Linked DNA regions of Mus musculus: region 1 is linked to region 2. The links are chromatin contacts, called in public Hi-C maps. All regions are on one chromosome and are shown on one strand. Each heading gives the region's core, a stretch centred on a gene start, on an enhancer-like site or on the middle of the called end of the contact. The rest is flanking DNA. Distances are from core to core; before and after follow the strand shown. Region 1 has its middle 6.4 kb from the start of Gm34641. Region 2 overlaps 2610027F03Rik (a long non-coding RNA gene).

Evidence for each region. A called contact is a pair of places that touch in the nucleus more often than the background predicts.
Region 1: a contact with region 2 is called in a Hi-C map of muscle stem cells, with 1.6 times the contacts expected there. The contact joins two enhancer-like sites. A contact is called at or near these places in 4 of 484 Hi-C or Micro-C datasets (the C2C12 cell line, adipose-derived mesenchymal stem cells, muscle stem cells and 1 more) and 1 of 9 other capture datasets (embryonic stem cells).

The regions. Positions count from the first base shown.
Region 1 is chr1:120,962,496-120,965,685 of GRCm38.p6, forward strand. No RefSeq gene overlaps it. Among named protein-coding and RNA genes, the nearest start is that of Gm34641, 6.4 kb to the left of the region's middle. Within about 2 kb of position 1,491, at least 41 of the 459 cell types and tissues checked have an H3K27ac peak or open chromatin away from gene starts, as enhancers often do. A contact at or near this core is called in muscle stem cells, where this site is marked.
Region 2 is chr1:120,756,281-120,759,270 of GRCm38.p6, forward strand. All of the region lies in intron 2 of 2610027F03Rik (a long non-coding RNA gene), which reads left to right. Among named protein-coding and RNA genes, the nearest start is that of Gm29345, 48 kb to the right of the region's middle. Within about 2 kb of position 1,666, at least 87 of the 459 cell types and tissues checked have an H3K27ac peak or open chromatin away from gene starts, as enhancers often do. A contact at or near this core is called in muscle stem cells, where this site is marked.

The DNA of each region.
Region 1 (3,190 bases), core at 241-2,740, 210 kb after region 2:
CAATAACCTGAGATGGGGTTAGTCCATGTACACAGACTCAAGTGTCAAAACAATTGGCCACATTGGGCTGGAAAAAGGGCTCCGTCCTGGACCCTAAGGAAGAACTTGCTGTACCAACATGAAGACCTGATCATTCCCCAGTATTCATGTGAAAGGCCAAGCACTTTGGTGCATACCTTCAGTCCCAGTGCTGGGAAGGTCGAAGCAGAAGGATTCCTGAAAGTCCTTGGCTAGACAGCTTAATCTAATGGGCAATCTCATGTCCTAATGAGAGAGGATATTTCAGAAAACAAGTAGGATGGCTGGTGAGAGACAACACCCAAGGTTGATCTTGGGTTCTCACAGGCATACGTGTGCACCATGTGCACATGAACCCAAATACACACTGACACACACACACACACACACACACACACACGCATCCATAGGGTGTATAAACTCCAAATAAACAGAGATAAATTTGCCTCTCCTATTCTCTGGTTTACTTATTTTTGTTCATAAAACATGGGGTCACAGATTTTTCTTGTTCGTGGATAAAAGACATAAATATATTCACTAAAATTATAGTGAGTCTTGGGCCTAGAGAGATGGCTCAGTGGTTAAGACCAGTGGCTGCTCTTCCAGAGGACCTGAGTCCAATTCACATGGTAGCCCACAACCTTTTATAACTCCACTCCAGGCTATCTGATACTCTCTTCTGGCTTTCATGGGCACCAGTCACACACATGTGGTACACGGACATACATGCAGACAAAAAAGCAATGAGCATAGAATAAAAGAAAAAGAAAAACTTTTAAATTATAGTGAGTCTTGTCATCTATTAACTAAAGCAGTTTTTGGAAGGAGTTGTCTATAGCAAAGTGTGTTTATCTAGCTGGACGGCATGTTGATTCCTTAAGCCTCTAATCACCTCACTGCCTGGTTCCTGTGTGTGCATATGCATGTGTACATGAGTATGTGTGTCCCAAAGCAGGGGTCAATTTCCGTTGTCTTGCTTTGTTATTTTTCATCTTATTCTTTGGTACAGAGTCTTTCATTAAAACTAAGTCATAAAGACTAACTGTGGAATGGTCCTGGAATCGTCCTATCTCTGCCTACTCAGTGCTAGGATTACAGGTGGGCACTGCTGTGCCAGACTTTTAAAAAAATATTTATTTATTTATTTATTTATTTATTTATTTATTTTACACGAGCTAGGGTTCTGAGCCCATGCCCTCATGCCTGCACAGGAGGCATTTTACCCACCAAGTCATCTCCTCAGGCCCCTAGCTACTTATTGATTGGATATATGTTTAATACCGCTTAAGACAAAACAATATAAAGTGAGTACTCATGGGATTTCTGATGGACAGCGAAGTTCTTATGAGAAAGTTAAGGTGAGGGATGGTGAAAACTACATCCCAGACTCGCCCCACATTCTCCTTTCTTCTCAGCCAGTCCTGACTCTGAAAAGTGATGTCAGCGGTCAGATATCACGTGCAGCAACCCCGCCTCTCCCAGACCCCCCTCCCAGGGCTCTGCCTGAGGAGGTTTCTCTCCCTAGCCTCCCTCTAACGTTACAGCACAGCGTGTTACACGGGATGTTTACAGTCCGTGACTTAGTAAACATCTTTCTTCCATGCGTGGGCAAATCAGAACTTTGGCTGCAATCAATTTACAGAAGCAAGTTCTATCACATTTCAGCGCAAAACTAAAAGAGCTTCCGGAGTAGCCGTTCCATATTTATCCCGAGCTGGCCCTTTATTAAATCACTGGCGAAAAACACGGAGATTCGCCTCAGCTGTAGTTTCATCATCTAACAACAGCAGAGGCATTTATCTTATGAAATTGCGGGAGCCGAGCCCTGTGCAGACTGATGGCTCGGAGGGGCTCCTTGCATTAGTATCCCGGCCTCTCGCCTAAGGTGTTTAGGACGCGTACCGCTGTTAATAGCTTGTGCTGTTCATTTTTTACAGAATTTGTGGTTTAAGCAGTACGCTTAGAATATCGAAACTGTTTTTCCCTCCTTTTAACAAATGGTGCCCAACTGTTCAACGTGAAATATGAAAAGTGCTTAGTTGCACATATTTTTCTTTTTCTTTTTCTTCTTTCTCTCTTTCCTCACCTTCTTCAGAGTCCTCGGCTCTTTCCTCAGAATGTTACTGAGGCTGGCTCATTGCCACCAACTATTTTCTTCATTAAGTCAAACCTAATAAGCTAACTGCATTTGGAAAAATGAGGAGGAAGACTGAGCATCGGTTTCCCTTGGGGTGTGGCTTGGTAAAAAAGAAAGAGAAGAAGACACATAGACTTCAGCTGCGTATTGTTTTGACAGGCTTGGGGCCTAATCAGTACTCAGGCTAGGGATGTGGCCTATTTAAACTTCCTAAATAAAGCCTCAAGGAAAGATACCCCCACTGCTATGCTCACTGGTAGCAAATGGGTCATTTTGTCCTTGATATAAAAACTAGTGTAATTCGATTTGTTATTAAGACAAACAACAGACAACACCCTTAACTCTACAGCGTTGCTTTTATGGGAGGCAGTATGCAAGGGTCTTTAAAAACAAAGTTGAGCAGGCTGGAGAAATTGCTCAGTGGTGGAGAATATGTAGTGCTTATACAGAGGTCCTGAGTTTGGCTCCCAGACCCACACTGTGACTCATCACTGCCTACAGCTCCAGCCACATGGAATCTGGTGCCCTATTCTAAACTCCTTGAACACCGTGAACACAGGTATAACCCCCTCACACACACACACACACACATGAACACTTGTGTACCCACCCACAGACACATCCATACATTATTACAAATAAAATAAATCTTTTTTAAAAACTCAAAATCAAAGCAGTGCTTAAATTGGAAATTCTACCTACAAGGGAACTGCCTGGAAGTTAACTCCATTGAACAATGCCAGGTAGGAAGTGTCCTATGATAACTGGGTCAACAGGCAAGGTGGGAGATTTCTTTAAGAAAAAATATTTGTAAGTTATGGCTCCAAAATTATTAATTGGAGGAAATGAGGTGCCTCAAAAAGTAAATTGTGCCCAGTGTATTTATGGAGCAGAAGCAGTGAGAAATTTCATAGTATTGCTGGCAAACCAGCCAGGGGCCAGGGAAGACTTATCCACACATGGGAAGGAGAGATTATTTTCCCCAGTTCAAAAACATTTCTAACCTTCTTCCTCGTCTCCAGATTTGGGAAGAAG
Region 2 (2,990 bases), core at 416-2,915:
GGCAGGCTGCAGCTAATTATAAGAACTATTTTAAAAAGTATGTGTGTGCATATGCCTGTATATGTATGCCAGTGTTTATAGAGATCAGAGGTCAATGTTGGGTGTCTTCTTCAATCTCTCTCTACCATTATTTTCCTCTTTTGAGACAGTCTCTCATTGAATCTGGGGCTCACCAATTAGCTCCAATGGCTGGGCAGCAAGCCCCAGAGAACCTCCTATCCCCACTGTCCCCAGGTATGAGCCTTCAGGTATGCAGTGACACTCCTGGGTTTTTTAATGGGAGCCAGGGATTCAAGTGTGGGTCCTTGACAAGCACTTTACCCACAGACCCATCTCTCCAGGTCTGATTATAATTATTATAATAATAATTATTAAAAGGCATCCTGTATGTTTAGTGTCAATTCAGAAGTATTTGTCATTTCTGATCCCGACTCTCACACTGTCCCAGGCTATGATTACCCTCTTCCTCCAGCCTGCTAAATCCTGAGCTTACAGGCGTGTGCTACCATGCCTGGCAAACACCCTTTAGTACTTGGCCTCCAATAACTGAGTTTGGTTTAATTAAGTAATCAGATGGACTATCACAGATAAGCCAGTCCTGAACACAAACAACAAAGGAAAGTACTTCTAAGACACAGCCATTCCTGTCAGGTTCTGATCACTATCATCTTGATGGTTTTTATCTTTTGTATCATAAAATAATTCATCTTAAACATTGCACTTAAAGGAACTTGACTGCTGATTCATATTTGAGTTAATCTGGTATCAATTACTGGCTTGGGTTTGGAAAATTCGATGTCTGAGCAGATGAAATACTTCAATACCTTAGATAGAGCTGGTTTCTGGATCCAGCCTGCAGTGGCATGGTCAGAAAAGTTTAAAATATTTCTGCCAGATTCAAAGACGAGCAAGATTAAAAATTCCCAAATGTGTATCCTGGATCTCCTCCAAAAAACATTCCATCTTTATTCATTATTGGATATTGTCTTGATTAAAATTCCTGTTGGTTTGTCCTTGGTTAAGTAGTAATCTTGTAGCCTAGCATTTGGAATGTATTGGGATCATGTGACACGCGTGAGCCCAAATGAATATAGAGAGATCTCTTTCACAAGTCAGCAAGGACGACTAGAACGAGTTCAGATTTCAGCAGCGCAGCTTCAGGCGGGGGGAGGGGAGGGAGTTATCTGGTCGGCACATTCTTTGCCAACATGTGAGTCAGAAAGAGCTGTTCAAAGCAGGATGACTTTCCCCGTAACACCAAAGTCCTGAATCCAGGCCGATTTCTCCAGAGAACTTGAGATTCTCCCCCTTCTTCCCCCTTTATCTCTCTGTTCTATTTCTAGCAGTTGCTAACTTCACCCAGTAACATGTGAAAAATGCAGTCCACAATGGGAAGCAGATGACTAGGCCACCATCTTCTGAGTCACCCTTCTGTCCTCTGCATTCCTTTCAAGACTGAGGACTGATTCTGAGGAGGGGCTGAGCAGGGAAATCCAAGGGAAATTTGGGTCTCTTCAATAACCCTGAAAGAGAATGTGTGTATGTGTGTGTGTGTACGTGTGTCTGTCTGTATGTGTGTGTCCACATGTTTATGTAGAAGCCAGAGGACAGCCTTAGCTGTCCTCTCCTTCCAGGCACTGTCCACCTTTGAGACTGGGTTTCTTAAGGACCTGTAGCTCTCTGATTCAGCTAGGCTGGCTGGCCTGTTTCTGCCTCCCTCGTATAAGCATCTACTACCATACTTGGCTTTTTAACGAGGGTGCTGGAGATGTAAACAGAGGTCTTGCATGGTAAGTACATCACTGAAAGAGCCATCTCCCTACCCTCATGCAGATGCTTTTTTGGTTCCCACAACCTGCCTGGTACTGATCCCCAGGGACTCCAGTCTAGGTCCTGATGCTTGTGGAAGATCAAGAAGAAAGGGAGGGAGGCTGTGCAACATTGGAAGGCCCAGCTGGCCTTTTGTTTTGTTTTATATTAATGGGCACTGGGACATGAAGTCTGTCTCAGAGCAGGGAGGGACAGAATATTGGCGAAGGTCTGAGTCCCCAGAGATGACAAGAGCTGTCAGCACCTCTCTTGTGCTGGAAACATATCCGTCAGCTAGAAAAAGTCATGAGGTGGAGCTGGAGCCAAGCGTTTTGGGATAGACTCAACTTTAAGGCAAGCTGTCGGGGAGTCAGTTCAAGGCTGTGTAATCCCCAGTATGGCCGGTAAGAATACCACGGGGGCCTGGAGGAAACTATGCTCCTGCTGGCTCCAGGAACTGGGTCGGGATCCTCAGGAACAAAGCATCCAGCTGCAGTGATAGCTGCAAAGAAGCTCAAAGGGGTGTGTATGTGTGTGTGTGTGTGTGTGTGTGTGTGTGTGCACATTTATGAAGGTCAGAGGTCAATGCCAGACATCTTCCTCAATTTCTCTCCACCTTATTTGTTGAGATAGGGTCTCACCCTAAACCTGGAGCTCAGAGATTTGTCCAGACTGGCTGACTGGGAGACCCAGTCATCCTTTGCCTCTGCCTATCAAGTGCTGGGAGTGTAGGCAGGTAACTCCAAGCCCAACTTTTCATATGGGCGAGGGGATCTGAATGCAGCGCCTCACACTTGTGTGGCAAGTGTTATCTCATCAGCCTGACACTTCACAGTATCGTGTGACCCTGGCCGCCCAGCTTCTGGGAATCTGGCCTGCTACTTACAGAAATGAATGAGTCAGCTCACTTCCCATGAGGCCAAGCCTCAGGCAGTCTTCTTGGGTTTAGAGTGAACTTGCCTTCAGTCTCTCACCCACGTGCAGAAACACCAGTCAAACCAGGATGCTGAGTAGTTAGTTAAATGGTAGCTATGAGATGATCAAGGCTCTGTCTGGTTTCTTCAGATCTGTAGGCCCCACACCCAGAATAGTAACTGCATATCCATATTTGAGATTGAGTAAATGAATAAATGAATGAATAATATCAGATTTGTGAATAAGAATCTATGGTGCAATAGTCA